Linked DNA regions of Mus musculus: regions 2, 3, 4 and 5 are each linked to region 1. The links are chromatin contacts, called in public Hi-C and promoter capture Hi-C maps. All regions are on one chromosome and are shown on one strand. The core of a region is the stretch at or near the end of the contact, and the rest is flanking DNA. Distances in the headings are between cores, read along the strand shown.

Region 1 (4,860 bases), core at 1,666-4,165:
AGCCATCAGTGTCTGGTGAGCTGGCTCTGCTAGTGTGTGTGGGTCTGTGTTGAGACAGAAGTGTTATGGTAGCAGCCATGGCAAGGCAAAAACCTCACTTCATGGCCAAGAAGTAGACAAAGTGGAAAAAGTCAGTGGCAAGATGTATCCTTGATGGCACACCCCCAGTGATGCACTTGTTCCCACCAGGCCCTACTTCCTAAGAAGCCACTCAGCTGTGAACCCACTCAGTCCATTCATGAGGTGTGAACATTCACAACTAATCACTACCCAACAGCCGCAGCAGCTGGGGATCAGCCTTCCGCATTTGAGCTATTCATTCTGTACCTAAACCATAAGACGAACTAAATCCCTAATCTAGATAAATACCTCCATAGACATAGATATGCCTCATATAGCAATAGAGATTGGCCAATCATTATTGCCATGTGAGGCAAAACTATATGCAGTAAAATAAGGACAGACAGAGCCCAGGAAGACTTGGATCACACACCTTAACTAAAATGACAAAGATACACTGAAGAAAATACACAATGGGGCTGGTGGGATGACTCAGTGGGTAAAGGCATTTACTAAAAGACAGACAGAAAGACACAATATTGATGATAATAAAAGCTAAGTACAGTGTAAAATACACCACGACTCACACGAAACCCTTTACACATCTGTCTACCACATATACCGAAGAACAGAGAACATGGCATGCTTGTGCACCCACACACAAGTGGGCACAGGAGCTTGGAGAAGATTCAAGACCAAAGTGAGCTTGTGATAATCCTGTCAGTAATTCACTTAGACCTGTAGATTCTTTTTTCCATTCCCACCATGTCTGAGGCATGGCCTTTATGCTTATATCTAAAGCCTTACACTCCATAGGCGATTTGGAGGTCTCCACAATGGCTTCTGGGCCTCCCTTGCTTCTTTTGGTAAAGGCTGCATAAATAATTGTCAAGTTGGCCTCCCAGCACAGCTCTGGACCAAGGACTTGTTGATACAAGGCCTTGAAGGAATAGCTTCCTTGCTTTTGTGTGGGCAAACTTGTGATTTATAACCTATACAGGCAGGACTGCACACACACACACACACACACACACACACACACACACCCCAGCACTTCCTCAGTTCACTCAGTCATGTAACTTTGCCTCGGCATCTGATTTGGGGGAATTTGAGTTTGGTCAGCTTCAAGTTCATTCCATAGAACTGCAATAACCAGATTAAAACACACTAAGTGGGGGTTTCTGGAGGGTCTTCAGTAACCTATAAAAGTCTTGCTGCTTTCTGAAGATCACAGGAATATTTATTTAGTCAAATAACCAATATGCAATAGTTATTTATACCAGCTGCTGTCATTTGTCCCTACATGATATGGCATACCAATCACAAATTGTCATTTTTAGATATAGCCTCCAAAGACCAGGCTGCTGTGCAGAACTTTCCTGGTTTTAACTCTGTGTCTTTAGAACCTCTGCATCATTCATGTAAAACACTGATTTCTGGTTGTTTTAGTAAGAGAACTCCTTATTCTTTGCCAAATGGAATTGTGAACAAGAAGCCAACATAGGAAAAAAAAATAGAGAAGATCAATCCGGATGGAGAAAGCTATGATAGGTTTCTGACAGTAGTCAGACTAGAAGGAGGATTCACCATTAGGGGCCGATATATTTATTGCATGGATTACTGCTGATATTCAGTGAAGTTGTAATGAGAGCTAATGGACTGCTTGTAATTTTGTATGTGTACTATTTTCTCCCTTAATTCCTTTTCTTTTCTCTTTCATTTCTCTTCCTGAAGCCCACAGAATCCAACTCTGTTGACAACCCTAAGCCATCTTTTTGATTAACTGGGTGGAAGACACTAGACTTGTTGGCTTGGCCATATGCAAAGAGCACTAACAAGCTGCACTTCGGTTACAGAAAACCTACATGGCATCCAAGGCTGCGAGTAAAGGCCTCCAACAGCCAGGCAGAGGCAGGGGATGCTACTAGGCAAACAATCTAATAGGGTTAGCAAAGGGCAAGAGAAATACGCGCCATGGATAAAAATGGTAAAACCATACAGTTAGTCTTTAGCAGGAAGCTTAAAAAAATAAAATATAATAAAATCAGAGTTGGCATTTGTCTGTTTTTGTTTTTTGTTTTTTAAAGTCGGGGTGGAGTCAGTTGCTTTGAGTCTGAGGCAGTCAAACCGGAGCTGGAGAAAGAGCAGAACTGTTAACAGAAAAGAGCCAAGCAATGTAGTTGACATTATGCCCAAAGTACAGAATAGAGTTCATGATATCAGGGTCCATGGGTCACGGGGCGTTAGCTCCGAGGACTTTTGGCATGAGCTGGCACCACACTGTTGAGTAAACCTGTCGACTGTGTTCCAAGGTAACGTCTCAGTCTTAAGTCACAGGAAGTAGTCGATTTTCTGGTGTTCCTTAAGACCCTACACACTTACCCTTCTTCAAGCATGACAAAAGTACTTCCAAGAGTTCCTCTGGAAATGCAGTGAATGACATTGTTAAAGAGTCCCAGAGGGAACAAATTGGAGGGATTGGTTTCCTATGCTGTTAACGCACCTCCTGAACGCTCAGAAACCCTTTAAGTAAACACCATTACTAGTTCATTTGTGACTGATAAGGAAACAGCATAAAAGGAACTAAATGGCTCTTCAAATCTAATAGAATGTGGCTGCCTGTCACCTACTTAAACAAAACATTTGTCAGAATCACCTGTGTACTGCAAAGTATTCCTAGCTTGGCTTCGAAGTATGTGCCACCCAAACTTTCTAAAAGAACTTGGGCCTGGAAAGTCAGGACTGTGTTGTGCTGTTCTCTCCCGGTCTTCCTTCTGGAAGAGGAAGAAATCCTGATTTCCAAATCTATTAGGGAGCCCCCACTTACCCGCTACCAGGACTGCAACCGGGCGGACCAGGAAGTAAGCTGAGTGAGTTTCAGTTCCCTGGTCTGCAAAGGAAGAGCTCTTATTGGCTGTTCAAGTTGCTCCGCCCCTTATGCTTAGTTTTTTTTTAAACCATCTCAAGGATCTCTGGGAAATGTAGTTGTAGGGCTTCACTTAACCCTGGTGAACTCTTTCTCTAGTCCGTTCTTTGCGTGAGATATCATGATATTTTTGCATTTCTCGTGATAGGTTTGCATTTCACAGAGTTTATGATCTCTGGGAGCCTGTGAGAGGTCAGAGCTTGAAATAGGCTCTTGCAAAGCAGATCAAGGACGTAGAGGAGGAAGCGGTTACCACATGTCACCCACATTCCTAATGTATGCCTTTCCTTCCACTAAGTTTTGTTTTCCCCCTTATTTCTTTTTCATTTCTCATCTTCAGGTCCTTTTACTGCTCTATCCAAAGACACTGTGGAATGTGTATGACGTGTGTCCGGATATGGGTTGCAAAAAAACGACAACTGTCCTATGTATTTCTGTTTTCGATTTATACTAATGATTCTTGTAGATAATGCTTGCTGTTTCTTAGCTATTTCCCTGTACACTATAATTTAAAGACTCCTTGGCACACACTGTTCTTATATTCTGGGTTGTCAAAATAGATTCCTAAATTTATGCTTGGTGGCATGTAGTCGGGTGTGGCTCAGGTGAGGAGAAGTGAGTTATAGAACTATATCCCCAGTTTCTATCTGCTCAGTTGGGTCACTGTGACGCATGCACAGCAATACCTCTCTGCATGGTTCTGAGGGATTTTGCTTCCTTTGTTAACAACAACCACTGGTTGGCAATCTGCTTGTATAGTTTTATACCTAAACTAGAACTTCCAAACTCTTACATTCCTACAACCAAAGCCCAATCAACAACAACAACAACAACAAAACAGCTACCCTGTGGCTGATACCCACAATCCTAGCACTTGAGAAGTGAAGGGAGACCATCAAGAACTCAAGGTCATCTTGGGCTACACAGCAAGTTCAACGCCAGCTTGGGCTACACGAGCCCATTTCCACAAACACAAGATAAAGCAAGCATCACTGTGGCAATGTAACCTATAGCTTTGGTAATATCTCAGCTCTTGCTTTTCCGTTTACCTTAATATGATCACTACCAGACGAGGACTGAGAGGAATACTGGCTATGCAGTGCAAACTAGAGGCCTGGCATTGGAATCTGCATGGAGAAGGGTATTCAAGAGGTCTCTGGGCTGGATTACTGGGCAATAATGGGTTTATTGAAAAAGTTATTAACAGCATTGGCATATAGACACAGAGACAACAGTAAGACAGGGCTCCAAGAATTGTTCGGGCTCAGCTCAATGGACAGACAGTTTGGTGGAGTCTCTGAAGAGACTAAGAGGATGGGCCAGAAGAGGGAGCCTCCTTTTATCCCTTGTGAGGATGGGGGAAGTTCATAGCAAGAGCCTGCAGCCAGGATCTCTGACTCCCAAGCAGGAATGTAGGTAGGGGCTGGGGATCGGGTTGTGTGACAGCAACTGTGCAAAAGCCAACACTTCCCTTGATGGTAACTGGCCCTGGGAATCCTGATAGCTCCGGACTCTCCGATGATAAGGAACCTGTCCAGCAGTACCCGTAGCTATGGAGAGAAGGCTGCTTCAAGTATTGTGGCCTGACCCTCTTATGGAATCCAGTTAGAAAGCAGGAAGTACAGAGAGGTTAAATATTCAGATTCTGGGGCACAAGCCATACATTTACATCCCTGACTCTATTCTCAGCAAGCACACAGTAGGCAGCTGGCAATGTGAATGGGAGCTAAAGCAGGAATGAGGTAAAGAAAGCTACAAAGACTTAGAAATAATTACCACTATTATTCATTCAACCCTGAGCAGAATACGTTTGTGTGCAGAAGTGCTGTAAACCATATTCTGGGCTTTCAGCACATTAGACCAGCAGTCTAACC
Region 2 (4,860 bases), core at 1,698-4,197, 460 kb before region 1:
ATCGTGAAGAGGGGTGCCTAAGGGGGGCACCCATGAGAGAAGGCTGTATCCAGGGATGTGTTGCTGAGAGAAGACAATCCCAAGAAAGGGAGGTTCTTGAGAGCAAGCATTTCTAGAAAAGGAGTGTGGCCATGAGCTGAGTGTTCCTGAAGTGTCCCTGGCTGGATTGTTCTGGAGAAAGTGTCTGTCTTTCAATAGGGAATACCATTTTAGTCTGTTTTATTATAATTTCTTGTGACTGCAAATTTTGGTAAAAAGCTGTAGAATATGTATGTAAAAGAATCCAGTGTGCTTCTAACCCAACTTTCTGGGGCATATAGAAGTTGTTTATGTTGTATACAAAATCAGGTTAAGAGTTAAGGTGGTTTGGGCTGTGACATTTTCCCTCAGAAGTCACAGGAGAGGTATGTCAGTGAAGGTGAGAATCTAGAGACAGTAGGCAGCCTAGAACATACTAGATGGAAAACTTTACTCCTTTGTACTTCTGTGCCTAGACATTGAAGAAGTAATCAATCACCTGGCAGTATTGGCTCTGTCTTAGTTAGGGTTAGTATTTCTGTGATGAAACAACATGGCTAAAAGCAACTTAGAGAAGAAAGAAAGAGTGTATTTCACTTATAATTCCAAGCAACAGCTCATTATCAAAAGCAAGGGCAGGAAATCAAGCAGGGCAGGAATCTACAGGTAGGGGCTGATGTAGAGGCCATGGATGGGTGCTGCTTACTGGCTTGTTTAACATGGTTTGCTCAGCCTGCTTTCTTACAGAACCCAGGACCGCTGCCCAGGGATAACACTACCCACATTGAGCGAGGCCTTCCCCTATCAGTAACTAAGAAAATGCCTTACAGCCAGATCTTACAAAGGCATCGTCTCAGTTGAAGTTTCCTCCTTTCAGATAACTCTAGCTTGTATTAGGTTGATATAAAATTAGTCAGCAGAGACCTCAAACCTTAGTATGGACAGAGCTAAATTACAACACTCGAGTAACTCCTAGTGTTTTAGCATGTCAGATTAGATAGTGGTTCCTGTTGGACTTTCTTGAAGTAAGATTTCAGTTGTGTCACCTGACTAAGGCAAGAAAGTTCGAATCCCAGTGTAGAAAAGAATTATCTTAGAGGATGGTCCTCTGCAAGACTCCAGACAGGGCGATTCCTTCCTTCCCATGCATACTGCCAGTGGTTAGGACAGACCAGTTTGATGGGGAACACTTTTTAGTGTTCTTTGAGTTGGCTCAAGGTAACAGGTGGCCATAAGTAGACAAAGCTTTACAACTTGAAAGGGACCTTGTATAACTTTTTTTTTTATAAATGCCGCCGCCACCACCGCCATCACCACACCACCACCACCACCACCAACCACCACTACCACCACCACCACTATCACCACCACCATCACCAACCACCACCACAACAACAACAAAATCAGTGTCCTAGTTTGGCTGGTAGAATTACCCAAAGGCATGTGACTTGGTAGTGACAGATCCTATACCTGACTTCAAGTTGCTTAACCCTTAGACAAGTGTTTTCACTGTCCTGCACATCTAGGTATTTTATATACCTAGTATTTATATAGAATGATTATTTCTCTTTTGTTTTTATTTCTTTCTACAGATGTCTGAATTTATCTATTTTCAAGAACTTAGTTCCAAATGCTGAATTGGCTGCTACTGTTTTTGTTGCTGTTAGTGGTGTGTGTGTGTGTGTGTGTGTGTGTGTGTGTGTGTGTGTGTGTGTGTGTGAGAGAGGGTAATTGTTTGGGAGTAGTCTCTTGTAGTAAAAATTCCTTTCCTCTTTCAGTTTTTGAATTAGTTTTAGTAGCTACTTTCTTATATACGTCAACGAAGAAAATTCCCTTGATCTCTCATATTCAATATTTAGTTAGGAAGGATCATTGAGTACTTATTATACTGCGTGTATTTTAAAGTATTATATAGAGACAACAAAGTCTGCTGAGATCCTGGATCCCATTTGAACAGGAATAGTTAAATTCTTCCAGGATGCTCTGACTGCTGAGCGTGAAGCTGCCAGTCGGTTGGTCAGCAGGAAATAGCTCACCTAGCCCTGCTATGTAATGCAATATTTTAATGAAGGGGCAAAGAACAGCATCCCCTCCCTTAGTGGTCCAGGTTGGGAGCCTCAGGCCCCCAGGGTTCAGCAGGCTATGTGAAGTCCAGTCACATGGCTCCAGAATTAGAAAGGATAATTAGAGACTTACAGTCACACACGTCCCCATGGGTTCCTTTGTGTCTGGGTGTTTCTCTCTCGCAGGCCTATCAGGAGATGACCACAACTCTGACCAGTAAGTGCTGTCTGACCTGAAGACTGCAAGCCACACGTGTTGTCCTTGTCACCAGGAACCATGGTGAATAATGTCCATTTCTGCTGAACTGGGTCTGGACAGAGGTGAAGTGAGACAGCAAATACAGGAGTACGTCAGCAGCTTCTTCCCTGGCTCTCTCAGCTATAAGAGACTGCTCTCAAATATGTTTCGTTGTGTGAAAAATCTGTTTTATACTTCAGTTTCTTAGATTTTTCTCTCAGGGTAGGAGTTCCGTAGAAGAGGTGAATTGCATCTGTGTGCAGCTGATATGCCTGAGGGAAGTGCTTCTCTGTTCAGTCCCCTGAAGTTGATATTTGTGGTTTTCTGCTTTCCTCTTGCCCTTCCTCCTCCTTCCTCTCAAAGGGAATGCTGTGCTCTTTCTTCTTCAGCCTTTTTCTTTCCTTAGTGCTTTCTGCTTGGGAAGATGTAGCTTGAAAGAGCAGTGATAAAGAAATTGGCTAAAGTATAACCTAAGGAAATGTTCTAGCACCCCAGTCTAAAAGCAGAAAGGCATTTGCATATGTATAGTTATTAAAGGAAGAGAATAACATCATGTGCTGTTTGCTAGCTGGTGAGTGAAAAATCTCGGCTTTACTAAGTGTCCCTAGAGGCTTGTGGGACTCTGAACTGTTCTTCTGTCACTCGGGGCAGGGCTCACTGCTGCCTCCTGGTTTAGTAGTGGCTGGATGTGGCTCCAGGAATCTCTTAAGTTTTTTATGGTCTGAATATTTTTTCTCCAGGAAAGGGAGTTCCCATTCTCTCCACAAATTTCTAAAGTGGTTTTAGTAGTGAAGTTATGTACTTTTTCGGTTTTTTTTTTGTTTTTGTTGTTTGTTTGTTTTCCCATTTGAAAGTTCTTGCTCAGTTGTTTGTTTTATTTTGTTATTGCATTTGTGGAGAGGGCGCTCCTGTAGAATTCACAGTGAAACCTAATTTTGAATGTTACTTTAGTTATTTAGTAGGGGTGTAGTTGTGAAAAGACAGAATCTCTCCCAAAGAGAAAATAAAATTAATAGTAACTATTATAATTGAAGAAGTAACAAATGAGATGAAGCAAAAACAAACAAAAACAAATCAAAAAAGGACAATCGGGTTGCTAAGAGTGTCAGAGGCTTAGTAAAGGGTAGGAGAATGAGATAGCTGCTGATAAGAGAGAGGGAAAGTCAGCTAGCCACTCCTCAACACCTAGCTGTCAGACAGACTCCCAGCCCTGAGCTTTCAGAGGCTTCCTGGAACATGGCTTTCCTATACAAAGCACTGTGCGGTAGGGGGTTGCAGAAGGGGGCATAAACATGGGGATAAAGAGCAGCTTCATCTTGGACAGCTTGATTGATTTGTGGAAATCCGTCTTTTATTTGGTGAAGTAGAAATATCCCTACCAACTAATTTAATTTTGGTGTATGAATTTGCAGAGTGTGAGGTTTAATCTGTTCATGGTTTACACAGAGGTCTGAGTAATTCTTCGAAGTATAATAGGAAAATAGATAAGAAAAATCTTGGGAAAGAAAAAAGTACAAGGAAGATTGGGTCAGTGTTTCAATATGGGGCAGTTGGGGTTGGGTCAAGGTAACTTTAGACTTCAAACACAGATCTAACTCACTGAACCCCAAAACTGTCACAGGAGTTGCATACAGAATCCAGGTTTGTAGGAGTCACCTGGCAAGTTCAGCATTTGTGAAATAGTGTGGTCAGTCATTTACTGGAAGGTTGATGGACTGTGGAATTGAAGGTCATTGCAGAGACCCCGGGATCACCCTCTTACTGATATACACTTTCCAATGGGAGGGTGGTGAGGACAGTTATACATGGAAGAACCCGGGTGTCCATTGTGGACCCTACTAATTTTTTTGTACAAAATATAATTTACACAGGCTTTCCAAATTTTGGTGTGATGATTGGCGAGGTGGTCTTTTAACAAATACAACTTCAAATGATAAAGGTGTGGAGCTAAGAAGCTATGGCAAGGGGGGTTGTGGCCTTAAATAAAGAACTCGAATGGCTAACATTTCCCTTTGTTGAAATGCTGCTAACAATCTTTTATATACACACCAATACAATTTTTTGTTGTTGTTGTTGTTTTGTGGTAGAGATTTTTAATTTAACCTGATCTGATATACCTTACAGTTCTCATCCAGTATTAATTAGCTTCCCAAACAAAATGCATAGAGCCAGGCCTGGCAATACTTGTCCGGATCTCAGCAGGCAAGAGAATTGGGAGTTTAAGACCAGCCTCAATTATATAGTAAGTTCAAGGCTCACCCTCAAAACCACTAACGCAATTTTAAGAAATGGAAAATTGAGAATGCATCTGTACCTTTCCAGAAAAAAGAGGAATGTGTGAGTTCTTGCTTTATACAGATTCTATCAGGGATTTCTGTATGTGTCTGTATGCTTGGCAGATTTAGAGAAAGTCACTTTAGTGTTTGCTTCCTTCAGCTAGAAATAGTCTCTTTACAATGGTCTTCGATTGATCCGCAAAGAGCACATCTATCCATCCATTAGTGCTGACACAGAGACACGGTGAACTAAGGAACAGCAGTA
Region 3 (4,860 bases), core at 1,625-4,124, 400 kb before region 1:
CCTCCCAACTTCATGTCTTCCTTTTATGTTGTTGATAACCCACAAGTCTAATTAATGCTGCCCATATGTATGCAAATGGGTGTGTGTCACTCACTAGTGCATGAGAAATGCTCATAAAAACAATTCTCCACTTCCCAGCAGTTCTGCATGCTGAGGCTTTAACACCCCTCCATAACGTTCATAAACCATCCCAAGTTACGAGTCTAGGGAAGGGTATTAGCTGTGATTGTCATTTCTGCTACATCAACCCTTTCCATATGGTCTCTTCTCCCTTATGGCAGTGGTTCTCAACCTTCCTCATGCCGTGACCCTTTAATAATCCTCATCTTGTAGTGACCTCCCAAGCATAAAATTATTTTGTTGGTACTTCATAGCTGTAATTTTGTTACTGTTATGAATTATAATGTGTATGTATATATATATATATATATATATATATATATATATATATATATATATATATATGATGATATGAGACCCCTCCACAGGTTGAGAACTGATAGCTTATGGTGTTAAGCCTTTTCTCTTGATTAGAGTTCGCAGCCGTCTTACCAGTCTCTCATCATGTGGAACTTCTCACCAATACTGAAAGGCCACAGAAGACCAGTATGCTCGGATCTAAACGTGTTGAGGATTTCTAGTTGAGTTGTTTTCACCATTATTATGTTTTCAAAATATCAGCTAATTACCAAAAAGAGAGTCTATGGACTAGACTGAGAATCCAGCCTTCAGCTGTGGAATGTTTTTACAGAAAAAATGTCATGGTTTGAAATTTTTTAATTTTAGAATGACATTTAGAATGCAGTGCCACTGACTATCATATTGGCCACTGTGTAAATTTTAGTAGGAATGAATTTGCAAGAGTGTTAGAGTTTAATTATGCACCAGTCAAGTTCATTCAATTCTGTGACCTGTGAAAATGAAACCTTTTCTATTCCTCTATCTGCTTCTTCACTTCTGTTTATTTATATTTGTTTTCCCCTGTTTGAGAACAGGTTAACATGAATAAAATATGGCACAGTCATCTCTGGAGTCAGTGGGCTCATTTTGTGGTCTTATAGGAGCTATCTAATAGATTAATCATTAATTATTAATCAGTGCTTTCCTTTGTGAGCTTTTACACTGTGGAAGAAGGAAGACAGGTGAATATCATTTAAGGAAGGGGCTCCCTCCCTCCCTCCTCCCCTCCCTCCCTCCCTCCCTTTCTTCCTTCCTTCCATGCCTTGGAGAGGATAATAAGAATGAAGAAAGTGATTGAAAGCCCAATGGATCTCTGCACTCCATGCATTAACTTATTTCCTCCTATGACAGCCAAGTTAAAATGAAAATTAAATATTTGTGTTTTGACAGAGTTCAATGTGTCTTACTTTCTCAAAATTAAAAATAAACACATAGTGTTCTAATCATATTTTGGTAGAATTTATACTTTGGGAATTTCTCAAACTTAGAGTGTATTTAGACTCTTAAAATCTTTGAAGACCCAAACAGACTTTTTTAAAATTTGTTTTGTGTGTGTGTGTTTTACTACATACTACATTATGGGTTGAATCTAATGAAACTTTAATGTCATCATTTGATCATTAAAGACCACTAAATGAAAAACATAGTTTTTATAATCATGAATTATACTTTACATTCTGAGAAAATTTATTGGAAATAGTGGCATTTACATTTTTGTGGTTCCTTTTACTATTGAACTAATAGAGGATAGCTAGATTTTTGTGTTTGCTTTTACACTTAATCTGTTGCAATATGTCAAAAGTTATATAGCGCCAAATTCCTTAGTGACCACTTGTGAGAGACTGTGAGTGAAACAGTAAATGCTTTTAGTATTAGAACAGTACAGGTTAGAGCTTATTAAAGCCTGGGACAATGACCCCAGCACTCAAAACTCATATAGTACTTGATGTCTTTTACCACATTCAGTGGCAATATAGTACAGGAAAGGTGCAGAAAACCCCACCAAGATCGTGTCTTTCCTTAATGTTGGATTTTCCTTTTATTTTCTTAATGGTTTTTGAGACAGGGTTTCTATGTGTAACACTGGCTATACTGGAACTTACTCTGTAGAACAGGATGGCCTCGAACTCTGCCTGCCTCTACCTACCAGATGGTGGGATTTAAAAGAGGTGTGTGTCACCACCATGTGGTTGGATTATCAACCTCTTAAATCTGTGATTGTAGTTTCTGAAAGAAGATACTTATATTGCAGACGCCTGCTTTTAAAAAAATGTGTCTATTTTGAGATTATAATTTAATTATATTCACCCCTTCACTTTCCTTCCTTCAAATCCTCACATACTTCCCCCCACTCCCCTTCAAATCCATGGCCTCTTTTTAAATGATTTGTTTCTGTGTGCATATAAGTATTTATATTACTAGTGAATCATTATGTTACTTTATACCTGTGATAGGGGAAATAGGACCTGGGAGCTCCACAGAGAAGGGCAGGGAGGTAAATACAGAAGAAAGCTGGAAGCAGTAAGGCAGAACAGTGGGATCCAAGGGGTCTCATGGGGGAACTGGTGAGGGAACCGCCTAGGGAAGGGAGGGGGGTAAGCACAGGAGCAGGAGGAAGGGGATAGATAGCAACATCGATAACTCAAAAGGCAGACATCATTATTTCTTTAGAAAACACCGTGGCACATAATTAAGTCTATACTTAAGTATATATAGTTTTAAGGAACTTTCTCATCTAGGCTAATAGTACACCCTGAAAAGCTAAAGGAAAAAACCCAGTACCAGACATGAGAAGTCCTCTTTGAATTTTTGGCCAGGGTGCTTTGAAATTGCAATGGCTTCTGCTTTGCCCTCCAGTGGTGCATCTAAAAAGATGGACACCTGAGGGCAGCATAACCTAATTCCACTTCCATGAGCGGCAAACAAGCAAAACCAGAGCTTTATAGCAGTGCTACTTCACCGAAGTAATTACCAAGTCAGTAGTATACTTTTCCTCGTTTGTTGTAACATGTTGGCGGAGGTGGAATTGTGTGGGAGGGTATGCCGGCTGTGTTCTAATAGCTCAAGATTTATGAGGCTGGGTTGTACCCGTAGACAATGAGAGCTGTTAGTTTCTCCGAAAGCACACTTTCCACAAAGCTCCAGTTCTTAACACTATTAAACTTAATTCCATGGTCATTCTACTTAATTCTTCAACCCCTAACTTGGAATCTACTCTGTGGTCCACTTTCATGGGCTCTACTGGTCCCTCTAGATCAGAGAATACTAGATTATAGTTGAAACTTGATAGAAGGCTCCATAGTTTTTGTCAGGAGCAGTATGCTTTTTTTTGCTAAGTTTTTGTTTTGTTTTGTTTGTTTAGTTAGAGCTTGCGTTAGCATTGTGAGCAAAAGTCTCTGTTTCCCACATTTTCATGCATTATAGCACAAGTTTGTAGCTCTTTTTCTAATGGAGTAGAGGAAAATCTATGAAGTAAGGGAAAACCTGAAATTGCTATTAGATCTTCTAGGATTTTTCATCTATTTCAATGCTAACTTATGTTAGACTACAGGTGAGCAAAATAGTAATTACAGGCAAAAATTCATCTCGTGTATGTGTGTGTGTAAAGTTTTATTGGGACACATTCACAGCTACTTTTAAAATCTTTACATAGTGATGACAGTGTTGAGCAGTTGTTATTGAGAACATATGGCCTGCAAAGCCTGAAATATTAGCTGCCTGGTTCTTTATAGAAATTTTTAGAATTTGTGTGTTTAAGATTTCTGTAAGGGAAAGGATCAATAAGATAAAAAGCCAACCAACAGATTGGGAAAAGAACTTTACCAATCCTAAATCTGATAGGGGGCTAATATCCAATAGATACAGAGAACTCAAGAAGTTAGACTACAGAAAACCAAATAACCCTATTAAAAATGGGGTTCAGAGCTAAACAAAGAATTCTCAAAATGGAGGAATACCAAATGGCTGAGAAGCACCTGAAAAAATGTTCAACATCCTTAATCATCAGGGAAATGCAAATCAAGACAACCCTGAGATTCCACCTCACACCAGTCAGAATGGCTAAGATCAAAAATTCAGGTGACAGCAGTTGCTGGCGAGGATGTGGAGAAAGAAGAACACTCCTCCATTGCTGGTGGGATTGCAAGCTGGTACAACCACTCAGGAAATCAGATTGGTGGTTCCTCAGAAAACTGGACATAGTACTACTGGAAGATCCAGCAATTCCTCTTCTGGGAATATACCCAGAAGATGCTCCAACTTGTAATAAGGACACATGCTTCACTATGTTCATAGCAGCCTTATTTATAATAGCCAGAAGCTGGAAAGAACCCAGATGTCCCTCAACAGAGGAATGAATACAGAAAATGTAGTACATTTGCACAATGAAGTACTATGCAGCCATTGAAAACAATGAATTTACGAAATTCTTGGGCAAATGGATAGATCTGGAGGATATCATCCTAAGTGAGGTAATCCAATCACAAAAGAACACACATGCTATGCACTCTCTGATAAGTGGATATTAGCCCAGAAGCTCAGAATACCCATGATATATTTGCAAAACACATGAAACTCAAGAAGAATGAAGACGAAAGTGTGGATACTTCGACCCTTCTTAGAAAATGGGAACAAAATACCCATGGAAGAAGTTTCAGAGACAAAGTTCAGAGCAGAGACTGAAGGAATGACCATCCAGAGACTGCCCCACTTGGGGATCCATCCCATAAACAACCACCAAACCCAGACACTACTACAAATGCCAACAAGAGCTTGCTGACAGGAGCCTAATATAGCTGTCTCCTGAGAGGCTCGGCCAATGCCTGGCAAATACATAAATGGATGCTCACAGTCACCCATTGGACAGAGCACAGGGTCCCCAATGAAGGAACTAGGGAAAGT
Region 4 (4,860 bases), core at 1,620-4,119, 380 kb before region 1:
ACTGTCTTAACTAAACTTAACTATGGTTTTAGTTTAGGAAAGGTTTTCTTGAGAGCAGTGTGGATTTATTTCATGATTGAGTATTCAACCCCTCCCCATCTTCTCTTCCTCCTTTCTTTCCTCCTCCCCTCTCTTTCACCCTTTTAAAATTCTTTGATATTCTGCTTTTTCCTTTTATTTTGAACTATCTTTTATTTTTTTTAAGTTGGGGAGAAAACTCCAATTGCATGTATGCTATACAAATAAACACAAAATGCCCGTTATTATCTCACCAGTGTCTGAGTAATTCTGTTTTCAATCTGTGAAATGATAGGTATTGATGCCATTCTGAGATTTAAAAAGTGTGATGAGAGTGAACATAGAGCTTTGAATACACTTTTTATAAAACTCTGATTTACTGTATTAATGATAAGAATTGCTTTAATATACTTTATTGAGCTGGGTGTTTTGTTGTTTCACATTGGCCTTGTTTATAAATAAATCTCTTTGTGTCAGAAGTTACATTTAGATTCTTCTTGTTTAAATTTCTTTGGACCCCAGAATAAGATTTATTTATTACCTAGATCTCATTCTGTGTGATTGCACAATGGGCAACATTTTACAAAGGTCCAGTGTGTGTTCACCAGGTCGAAAGCATTCTGAAAACAGATGTGGACCTATCCTTGGAGACCACAAACTGCTGAGGAACAAGTTGGGCCTTCATATGAACAGTTCTCTGATATTCAAATGAAAGTATATAGTCTTGTTTTCTATCTAATTAGAGACGATTAAGAAAAACCTTATATGTAACCTCTGTATATAAGAGGAATAAGACTACCTCTGTTAAGTTCTGAAAATGTATAAAATCTTGCTCTGTTTTTCCTTCTCCTTTGCTGACAGGAGAGATGACAATTAGGCCCTGTCTACAATTGTCTTTTAAGCTCCAGCTGTTTCTTAAATAGCCCAACGAGGAATTTGACTGTTCTGGCAAATAAAAATTTTCTTTAGGTTATTTTGAATAAAAGTTATAGCATTCATAATCCAGAGTGAAGAAAGTTAGAGCAGGAAGACAGCCTGAAGTAGTAGATTATTTAGCTTCTCCAAAGAAGGTAGTACTTTAGATGAGCTATTAATACATACCTAGAAGCCTTATTCTCCATTCAAAATATTAGTTTCATTTTCTACTCCTTACAGTCTAGATGTTTGATTTAGGGTTGTTCAAATACTTTATTTCCTCAAGGAAAGATAACACTGAATTTAAATTATTACAGATTTGAGTAAATTCTTACTAAATTTATTAATTAAATGCAATTTTTATTGCTCTCTCCAAGGACAGCGTTTAGGCAAGATCCCATTAGAAGAATCTGCCAAAGCTACATAGCCTCCCTGTATCTATTCCTTTGTTGGCTGGATGCTTTACAGATGCATATTTTGTCTTAAATATAATTTCTCATTTGGTATTCTTAAGGAGATAATACAATTAAAAAATAGTGGAAAATTTGGGCAGAAAGTTGCTCAGAGGTCAGCAAAGAAAAATGAATATTAGACAAGGATTAATGCATTTTGTTGGGCAAGAATGAAACATGATTAGAGAATATAAAATTGTGCAATGCAGGTTTATAGCCATTAGCTTTTTATTTCGTTATGAATGTAAGTAAGGATAAACAAAAACAACTCAAAAATAGTCTGGAAAGTCAGAGATAAAATTTTATAAGTTCAAACTCCACAAAGGATCCCTTTTCATAGAGCGAACAGAAAGAACTATAGGGATCCTTCTAGAAAAAGCAAGAGCAAAGCCAGCCTGGCTTACTTCCAAGTCTCTATCTGGACATCTAATCTGCTGCACTCAGCAGGGGAAACGCTGAAAACATGACAGTGACAGTTTCCCTACCTTCCTCTGGTTCCTAGCTGAAGCTTGACCACAAGTAGCATGAGGTCTCTCTCCCAACACATTTTTTTTTTCACTTCTGCATGTGATTGCCCTTCCTCCTTTGTATTTGATTGTATGATAATCAAAGAATGAATGCAAGTATAATTGGGGAAATATGAATGGGACCATATTTTATTAATCCTGTTAGTTGAGATGCTGTATTCTTTTACAGACACTAATATTGCATAGAACTATATGAAAGTACAAGGAATGCATTATTTCTCCTAACTCCAAGCTTGAAAAAGAAATGAGCACGTTCTCTAAAAGAAAAAAGGAGGTCATCTCTCGCTATTGAGTCAGATTAGCAATTATATTAATATTGTCTTAATGAACTTTTACTGTGTTTTGTGATTCTTTCACAGTATTGAATATCATGTAACTAGCTCAGATATAACTAGCAATATGAAAGACAATGAAAGTCATTGCCTTATAATAAACTTGGCTAACTTAGGATATAAAGACAATAGGGGTTTAGTAGTCCCTGCTTTTCTGATTTTTGAAGAAAATGTGTGTTTAGATATTTGTGAGCTATGCAGAAGTAAATTCAGTCTTTAAAACAAAAATACGATGGGGATTATTTTAAAGAATTAAAAGATGGACAGCAATGTGAACCTACCACTCTTCAGGATGTTGCTGAGAACTCTTGAGGAAGCACACAGTGAAAAGGGCAGCTCTCACCCGACTGATCGGCTTTCCAGGGAGAAGCTCTGGCTCAGAGACCAGTGCCAGCAGTGTTGAGTTGTGTATATGAAGTGCAATTTTGAGCCTCTTGTTTGAGCTCCTGTTGCTGGATTGTCTGCTTAGAATCCCTTATTCTTTTCTTACTGTGTTCTAATCAAATGAAGTGGAAACAAGTAGGAAAAATAGAATTCTGTCTTTGCAGTGCGCTGACATCAGAATGCTTCCTGGCAGAGTTTGAGATAAGCAGTGTAGAATCTGGAGAGCAGGATGTTGCACCTGGAACATGTCTCCGACTCCTCAGCTTCAGTGCATAGCATGTTGTCATGGCACCCACCCCTCAGAGTGAATAGAGGAATTAAGATGTAATGTGCATCCATCTGTCATGCACAAGGTTTCCTCATAGGGTATGAAAGTCCCGGGCCCTAAGTGCGTTTGAGAGTTGCTAATGATGTCACCTGTGACCGAATCTTGGGGGAGGGGTCTTAATGTTCATTTTACTTAGTTGTGCCATAATAAATAAAGCATCTATCCTGTGCCTATGACTGTTGTGCTTGTCATGTGGGCCCATTAAGCATGTTGTATCTACTGCCCAGCCTCTTCCTTGCCCTTTCATTCCTGCACCAAAAATGTAAACTCAATTTCCCTGTTGTGCTCAAACTTTCTCAAGTGATGCTTTTAAAGCAGACTGTGACTCGGCAGAAGAGAAATTGGAAAATGGTAGGGATTCATTCAGTGTCAGTGATGAGTGCTCTTAACACCGGCTTAGCTCTTGTAAGCTCAAATCATAGCTCTTACATTTGTTTTCCTCCTATGCTACTGGTTTAGACAAAGAAGCATGCACAAATAATAAAGCCAGCAAATGTTCAGAGCTAAATCTAAGAAAGCTGCTCTTTTTATAGCAGCAATTTCAAAAGCTCATGCCCGGGAGACTGAAGCAGAGGAAGAAGGGGGCCTCAGTCTGAAACAGGTCTATACTTTTTATAAATGAAAAGCCAGAAGTGAATTCTCAAAACTGCTTGATCTGAGTTATATCCGGAGTATGTAGTTGAAAATAGGAACTTATGGGTGGTATTTAAGTGTAGCTATAAAAAGAGCATCAACTGCTGCCTGGAGTAGGTGAGCTCTCAAAGAGAAGGTCATGTAAACCTGGTAGCAACAGTATCTATGGAGGAAAGGGCTTTCGAAGCTTGTGCTAGTATAAGGAGGAGAGCCTTTGAAACAAAAAGCTATGGTAGTGAGCTTTTTCTAGAGAACAGCATTAACGGTGATGGCTCAAAATACAGACGCTCCCTGCCTCTTTTCAGTGTGGCAAATCAAGCTGAGCTGTGGGGTGAAAGGCGTGTTTCTGTTTCTGCCTTCTCTCCATGGAAGTCTGGAAGCACGCTGCTGCCTTCAGGCCTGAGACCATCACGGACAAGATAATGATAATTTGTATGGCTCAGAGCTCGAATGAAAGATGGAGATGAGAATGAGGATGAGTCCTTGAAGTAGCTGAAAATCTGCAAATCATGGTATACTTACTAAATAAAAGGCCCTCCATAGAAGAAGCCTGTTAGAACAGTAGGGTAGAACAAATGCTGCGTAAAGAGTGCAGACAGGTTCTTTTTTCACCAAAAGGAAACTTTGGGTGGGGGTGGTAGTAACCGTTAACTGTCCTGTAACGGACTATTAGTGATTCTCAGGCAGATTCTAGTTTTAATTTGGCCACAAAGAAGCACTGCAAGGTTTCATACTCTAGTTGCCTCCACAGAATTTTGAATGTTGGTATGTTTGGAGCATTCTTTGGAGGTAGGTAAGCCTACCCTCCAAGTTAGCTGTTGCCGTTTCTCATACGTGAGCACACAGTCTTACTGAAAGCCAATCTCACACTGAAACTTTAAACTTGTCCGTTGGCTTATGATTTACCCAATGGGCCTGGGAGGCCTCGGAGAATGAAGGTCTACAAGGCATGAGCTAACCAGCAAAATACTTGTGTTATCGTTTATTCATTAAGGAAGGATGGAACACATTTCAATATAGAGGAATTCTTAGCTACAACAAGAGTAGCTCACAAAGGAAAGCTGTTTTATGGCCATAGTGATACCTCATCACGTACAGATCAGTGGCATGAAACAGACTCAGAAACCTGAGAACAAATAATAATCACTTTAGTAATCTCTCCTTCCCTCCTCCCTTCCTTTCTTGATTTCTCCCTCCTTCCCTCCTTTCTTCTGACTTTCCTTCTCCCCTCCCTCTTCGTTCCTCTCCCTGAGTATGCCAGGAAGCACTCT
Region 5 (4,860 bases), core at 1,005-3,504, 320 kb before region 1:
AGCTGGGATGGGGATGATTCTAACAAGACCCATAGGCTTGAAGATGTGTAGGAAAGGCTTTGGGAGGTGGGTCTGTATCATTTTGGCCTTCCCATGGGCTCTATCCAGACCCACTGGGAGTGGCATCAGGCCTAACCCCTTCAACCTTATGCCACTACCCTCCTCTCCTGCTCCCTCCCAGCCTCTTCCTCCTGTGTCATTACAGTATTGAAAGACTTTGGTCTTAACAGGTTTCCCTCAAAAAAGGGTAGAGGATGGATGGTGACTAAGAAATATGCTGGCTATCTATCACATTACATTATGACACAGTGCAATCTAACCCTATCAATCATTAGCAAATTAACCTGGCTCTAATAAGTTCTTCACAGGTGGCTTTTTCTTGGTAATTTTTAAGTACTCATCTTGGGGAAAAGCATGCATCTTTTGATAGTCTTTTAATATGACCGGAATGAGCATGTCTTGGTTCCCACTGCAACTGCTATGCGACCTCCCATGGTATGATGACTACAGTCTCCTGCTGGCATAAACCCCAAAGGCTATTAAAGTATTAAGTAGGTGTAGAAGGACATGCATGTGGTTGTCAGTGTGGTTATAAAATTTACTTTGCAAAGAGCACTAACTTAGCATCTCTGAATTTTATTTTAATGAACATTGTATTTATACCTTGTGGTCAGAATACCTGAGAAGTCAGAGGTCATCATTGGAAATGCTTTTGTAATCCAAACTCCCACCCTGATGAAAATTCAATCATTTTAATACTTTTGGTTTGCTCAGAATTAGGATGTATGGATTAACATTAGAAGCCAGAAGATGACAAATGAGCAAGTTTATCCTTTCTAATACCTTCTCTATTTTTTATGCAGTTGCAGATACTCCTATTTAATAGGAACCTGTACACTGTGGGAAGAGTATTGTATGTAAGCTCCTGGTAGAATTATAATCACATGACTATATACATGTAAATGTATAACATATATGGATATTATATGACCTCTTGAGTTCTGAGGTATTTATTAAAAATGTATCTAAGGTCTTACCTCCTAGACTCTGTCTCTGTCTCCCAGTCACCTTGTCCCTGCCTCTCTTCCTTGTGTATGTATTCCATTAGAGTTAGAGATTAGATTAAACATTATCATTCATTAGCAAATTTTGTTCACTAAATGAAGTTAATTGAATATGCTAAGCACTTGTACCCTAAACTAATTAACTGAATTTCATTATGGACAAGTGTAATTACATGGTAATCTATGTTCTTCTCTGTACTGGACATAATATATTCAAGTGCTAATAGTTAAAAGTATTATTCACCTCAGCTGTATCTAGTAGTGAAATATTATTAGTTAAAAGCAAATCAGTGTTGTTTTCCTGTTAATCAGTTAAGTGGTGTTTTTTAGTTATCTGACTCTTCAGCAAAAAATAAAAGGTTTTTTTAACCTGGTGATAAGAAAGTTTATTTCTTCTACCCCATCTGACTCTTGCCTCCATTAAAGGCAATAATAAGATAACATCAAGCATCTCAAGATAATGTCTAGAATTGAATTCTCTCCCCAAAACTCTACCTAGCCCATTCTAGAGTGAGTATAATAGTTTCCACATAGTTTAATCACAATATGTTTTATATTCTTGGAACACTGTTATCTTTGGTGTGTCTTAACTTCTGTTTTGTTGGCCATAAAACTCACTAATTTGTATAACTATGAAATTAGTTCATCTGCAGGCTTCACTTTTCATCCAATTTTGCATTTTGTGTTTTATTTGAAGAAAGTGTTAAAAGGTTTCTGAATGGATCACTTACTTATTGCCTTAAATTTTTAAAAAATATCTTTCAAGATTTTTTAACTAAATGTTTTAAGTGAAGAAATTGAATGATCCAATCTTTGTGCATCATGTTGTTATACTCTAAGGCAAATTATTTTATATCCCAGACAAATTTTGTGCGCTGTTTTCATAGAACTTACTGCCCCTCCTGTAGCACTCCTCCCCCAAACCCATCCATATCCTTAAAAGTGATGAAATCTTCTTTCTTCTGAAGAATATGATTTTTCCTTTTTCTGGATAATGTTTATATCAAATTCTGGAACAGATAAAATGTAGAGGATATTTAATGTTAATAGTTTTTTTTAAAGAAGGTTGCTTTTACATTTGTGGAAACTAGTATTAATTATCAAAGTGTCTCATTTGAGCCTGACTATGAATGCATTCAGCTATTTATTTGTCTTTTAACTGATACTTGTAGAGTTCCCATTAAGCTTCCTGGCCATGAGGGGGCACTACAGACCTTCCTGCTACCAGGGTCAACTGGACAGACTAGACACAAATAACAATTTAGAATCATTTGGTGATATTGATTCTTGACGTTTGTATGTCTTTATTCAGTTCCTTATTCTATCCATTTATGTGTTTACCATGGTGCAGGTTATTGAATGAACTTCAGGTCTCACATATGCATGGAAATTACTCTACCATGAGCATCATGCGAATTTAAAACTACTGAACGTGTCCACATTTCCTCCTTTTCATCTGGTTATATATAAAATATAAATTATATGCTATATCTTAATTTTTTCCTTGCTTAGATTAAGAACTGTAAAAGCTGGTGTTCATACTTTGATTTGTTTTTCTGTGCCCAACTCTTACCAAACTACCACGTATTTACCTGGGCCAAATCTCAGCTTGATAATGCCATTTTTTAATGCTGTTTTAGAGTGTAAAAATAACGTGAGTGGCTGAGGCATGTTGTTAGGGAACAATAGAACAACATCCACTAAGAATTCTCTCATTGATGAGGGGGTGAATTTAAATGAAATGTTTAAAAAAATTTTTTTTGATAAAGTAGCAAGGAAACTTGAGACACATCTCATAGAACTCATGGTAGTTGGGTGATGTATAGTGAAAAATTGGCCATCTGCTTTGTGAGCCACGGTGCTGCCCAGGCAGAGTGTGGGCTTTCCTCGTTAATTATCTCTGTGCGTCTCCCCCAGTCATTTCTTGCTGAGACTTACAGTAAGCTGCAGTTGATGAAATATCCTTCTTCTGAGCCAGGTTAAGCCATTGTTATTCTGTTATTCTGTTATTGTTATCTGATGGACTTATACTTATTCTGTAGAAAGAAACCTAAAGACCAAGCTCACTTCAAGGAAGGTGAGCATTACAGCATGGTAGATAAGTCTGGGTTCCTGGAGATGTTAACTGTAAATATGGGAGAGAGAAAGGGAAGTGCTTGGCCCCACAGCACTGCTTGGGAAATGGTTAATTCATTGCTTTGTAAAACATGTTGCAATAATATTGAAGGGCGCCATCAGCTCTATTCTTTTTAGTCTGCAAAGGAGTTGCTTGCATTTTCTTTAGCAGTGCTAGGTTAATGCTAATCACTTCTTCCTCTGTGAGTCAAAACTATATACAAAGGAACCTGAAGAAGTCTTCGCAATGCCCTTTTGTAACCTCAGATTTTAGTGGGAAGTTCGCAGACTGATGTCATATTTTCTCCCTGGATTTTTTTTTTAAAGACAAAAAACTAAATCTGGAAAGGAGATTCACATCTGCCTGTTTAAAAGTGTGTCTTGTGTAGTATGGAGGAATTATATTCTCAGTTGATACTGTCCTTGCATATGTAATATAAATAATATAATATGTAACAGAATATTTCACATTTAAACTCTGAAGTAGAAGCAGAACATATTTCAATCCATATAAGTGGCCGTTGAAAGCTTTTGGGGAGATATTAAATTGGCAATTACGTCACAATATTAACAACATCCATCATAGGTGTTAGCTAGATCTCTGGCACTGTGAAAGAATCAGGGGCAAATGCAAAGATTGAGAGGCTTTTCCCCAAAGCTCTTTTCTTACTATCTGTTATATTCTCTTTACACTATACCTCCTGTGTTCTAGGACGCTACAGTTTTGCTCAGTGTGATTCTGCCAGACTAATTAATCCAGATGTATTAATGTTGTTTTGTTTTGTATTTCCCAGGGTAGACCTTAGGAAGAGACAAGGCTTGCTCTGGCAGCTTGTTCCCCAGATTGTGTCATTATCAATAGGTGTTAATCCACCTCAGGATTTGAGTCAGGCTCTTTAAAGCACAAAATCTGCGTTTGGTTTTATTCTGGTTTCCAAGCTGGCAGAGTGGGTGGGGTTTTATTGTTGGGTGTAACCTTTGCGGACCAGCGCCCATCTTGGGCACTGAGTTTTGTGGGTCCTGTAGTGCTTTCTTGTATGCTAACATGAAAGCCCCCAGGATGTACAAATGACTCTTTAGGAGTAAGTGTTGAACAAACTATCCTCCTGATTGGGTGGCACCTGCTGACTCTTGGACTTAATTAAAAGCAGATCCTCCACCATCACAGTTGGATCCATTTTCACTTGAGAAAATGACATTTGGTGGTATGTTCGGGTTGAGTCTCTCAAAAATAACTCTCAATGCCAACCTGTGTTCTTGTTTTGCTGTTCCTCCATGTAACATCTGGACACTGGGGAAAGAAAAGCCAGGCTATCCAGTCACACTTATAAAGGTGCTGACACTACTCCTCTAAGAACCGAGGGAAGGGAAAAGAAAATCTGTGATAAGAACGAAGAGGTGGGGAAAGGACATGCTTTAACAAGTCAATCATTGTTGAAAATCAGGGCAGTTAGAACAGAAATGCAAGAGGACTCATTCTCTAACATTTCCTTCAGGACAGTCTGCTGGGTGGTGCCTGCCTGTTTCAGTATTTAAGGATTATAAATGCATATAGTTCTTTTCTTTTAGGGGATATTTGTATCATATATATACATATATGGAATCTATATGAATTCATAATGATGCAGACATTGAATAGCTGAGTATGACATATTCTTCCACATCTTACGAATTGCTGTCA

Evidence for each region. Promoter capture Hi-C pulls out the DNA fragments that hold promoters and counts their contacts. Hi-C and Micro-C count contacts between places; a contact is called where the count stands out from the background.
Region 2: a contact with region 1 is called in a Hi-C map of peritoneal macrophages, with 4 times the contacts expected there. The contact joins the enhancer-like site here to the promoter of Nat2 in region 1. A contact is called at or near these places in 2 of 39 promoter capture datasets (cranial neural crest and hematopoietic stem and progenitor cells), 1 of 15 datasets of contacts at CTCF or cohesin (the NIH/3T3 cell line), 1 of 484 Hi-C or Micro-C datasets (peritoneal macrophages) and 2 of 9 other capture datasets (adipose tissue and pancreatic islet).
Region 3: a Hi-C map of the G1E-ER4 cell line shows a contact between it and region 1, with 3 times the contacts expected there. The contact joins the enhancer-like site here to the promoter of Nat2 in region 1. A contact is called at or near these places in 7 of 39 promoter capture datasets (the 3T3-L1 cell line, the HPC-7 cell line, cranial neural crest and 3 more), 4 of 484 Hi-C or Micro-C datasets (the G1E-ER4 cell line, Th1 cells, granulocyte-monocyte progenitors and 1 more), 4 of 115 datasets of contacts at active chromatin or transcription factors (embryonic stem cells, large pre-B cells and stem cell-derived neural progenitor cells) and 4 of 9 other capture datasets (adipose tissue, embryonic stem cells, liver and 1 more).
Region 4: a promoter capture Hi-C map of hippocampal neurons shows a contact between it and region 1, with 3 times the contacts expected there. The contact joins the enhancer-like site here to the promoter of Nat2 in region 1. A contact is called at or near these places in 5 of 39 promoter capture datasets (cranial neural crest, embryonic stem cells, hippocampal neurons and 1 more), 2 of 115 datasets of contacts at active chromatin or transcription factors (large pre-B cells and stem cell-derived neural progenitor cells) and 2 of 9 other capture datasets (embryonic stem cells and macrophages).
Region 5: a contact with region 1 is called in a Hi-C map of cerebellar granule neurons, with 3 times the contacts expected there. The contact joins the enhancer-like site here to the promoter of Nat2 in region 1. A contact is called at or near these places in 8 of 39 promoter capture datasets (the 3T3-L1 cell line, the HPC-7 cell line, cranial neural crest and 3 more), 1 of 15 datasets of contacts at CTCF or cohesin (the NIH/3T3 cell line), 3 of 484 Hi-C or Micro-C datasets (the G1E-ER4 cell line, cerebellar granule neurons and nephron progenitors), 3 of 115 datasets of contacts at active chromatin or transcription factors (VIP interneurons, differentiating embryonic stem cells and forebrain) and 3 of 9 other capture datasets (adipose tissue, embryonic stem cells and liver).

The regions. Positions count from the first base shown.
Region 1 is chr8:67,492,930-67,497,789 of GRCm38.p6, reverse strand. It overlaps Nat2 (N-acetyltransferase 2 (arylamine N-acetyltransferase)), which reads right to left and starts at 2,915. Exons shown (of 2, transcript NM_001168577.1): 1 at 2,888-2,915.
Region 2 is chr8:67,954,483-67,959,342 of GRCm38.p6, reverse strand. All of the region lies in intron 3 of Psd3 (pleckstrin and Sec7 domain containing 3), which reads left to right. Gm15991 (a long non-coding RNA gene) reads right to left here. Exons shown (of 7, transcript XR_003947558.1): 1 at 2,215-4,860. Among named protein-coding and RNA genes, the nearest start is that of Gm15991, 3.4 kb to the right of the region's middle. Within about 2 kb of position 2,947, at least 146 of the 459 cell types and tissues checked have an H3K27ac peak or open chromatin away from gene starts, as enhancers often do. A contact at or near this core is called in adipose tissue, hematopoietic stem and progenitor cells, pancreatic islet and 1 more, where this site is marked.
Region 3 is chr8:67,894,590-67,899,449 of GRCm38.p6, reverse strand. All of the region lies in intron 8 of Psd3 (pleckstrin and Sec7 domain containing 3), which reads left to right. Among named protein-coding and RNA genes, the nearest start is that of Gm32888, 33 kb to the right of the region's middle. Within about 2 kb of position 2,874, at least 5 of the 459 cell types and tissues checked have an H3K27ac peak or open chromatin away from gene starts, as enhancers often do. A contact at or near this core is called in the G1E-ER4 cell line, where this site is marked.
Region 4 is chr8:67,876,545-67,881,404 of GRCm38.p6, reverse strand. All of the region lies in intron 9 of Psd3 (pleckstrin and Sec7 domain containing 3), which reads left to right. Among named protein-coding and RNA genes, the nearest start is that of Gm32888, 15 kb to the right of the region's middle. Within about 2 kb of position 2,869, at least 35 of the 459 cell types and tissues checked have an H3K27ac peak or open chromatin away from gene starts, as enhancers often do. A contact at or near this core is called in hippocampal neurons and neural stem cells, where this site is marked.
Region 5 is chr8:67,812,280-67,817,139 of GRCm38.p6, reverse strand. All of the region lies in intron 9 of Psd3 (pleckstrin and Sec7 domain containing 3), which reads left to right. Among named protein-coding and RNA genes, the nearest start is that of Gm32888, 49 kb to the left of the region's middle. Within about 2 kb of position 2,254, at least 5 of the 459 cell types and tissues checked have an H3K27ac peak or open chromatin away from gene starts, as enhancers often do. A contact at or near this core is called in the G1E-ER4 cell line and cerebellar granule neurons, where this site is marked.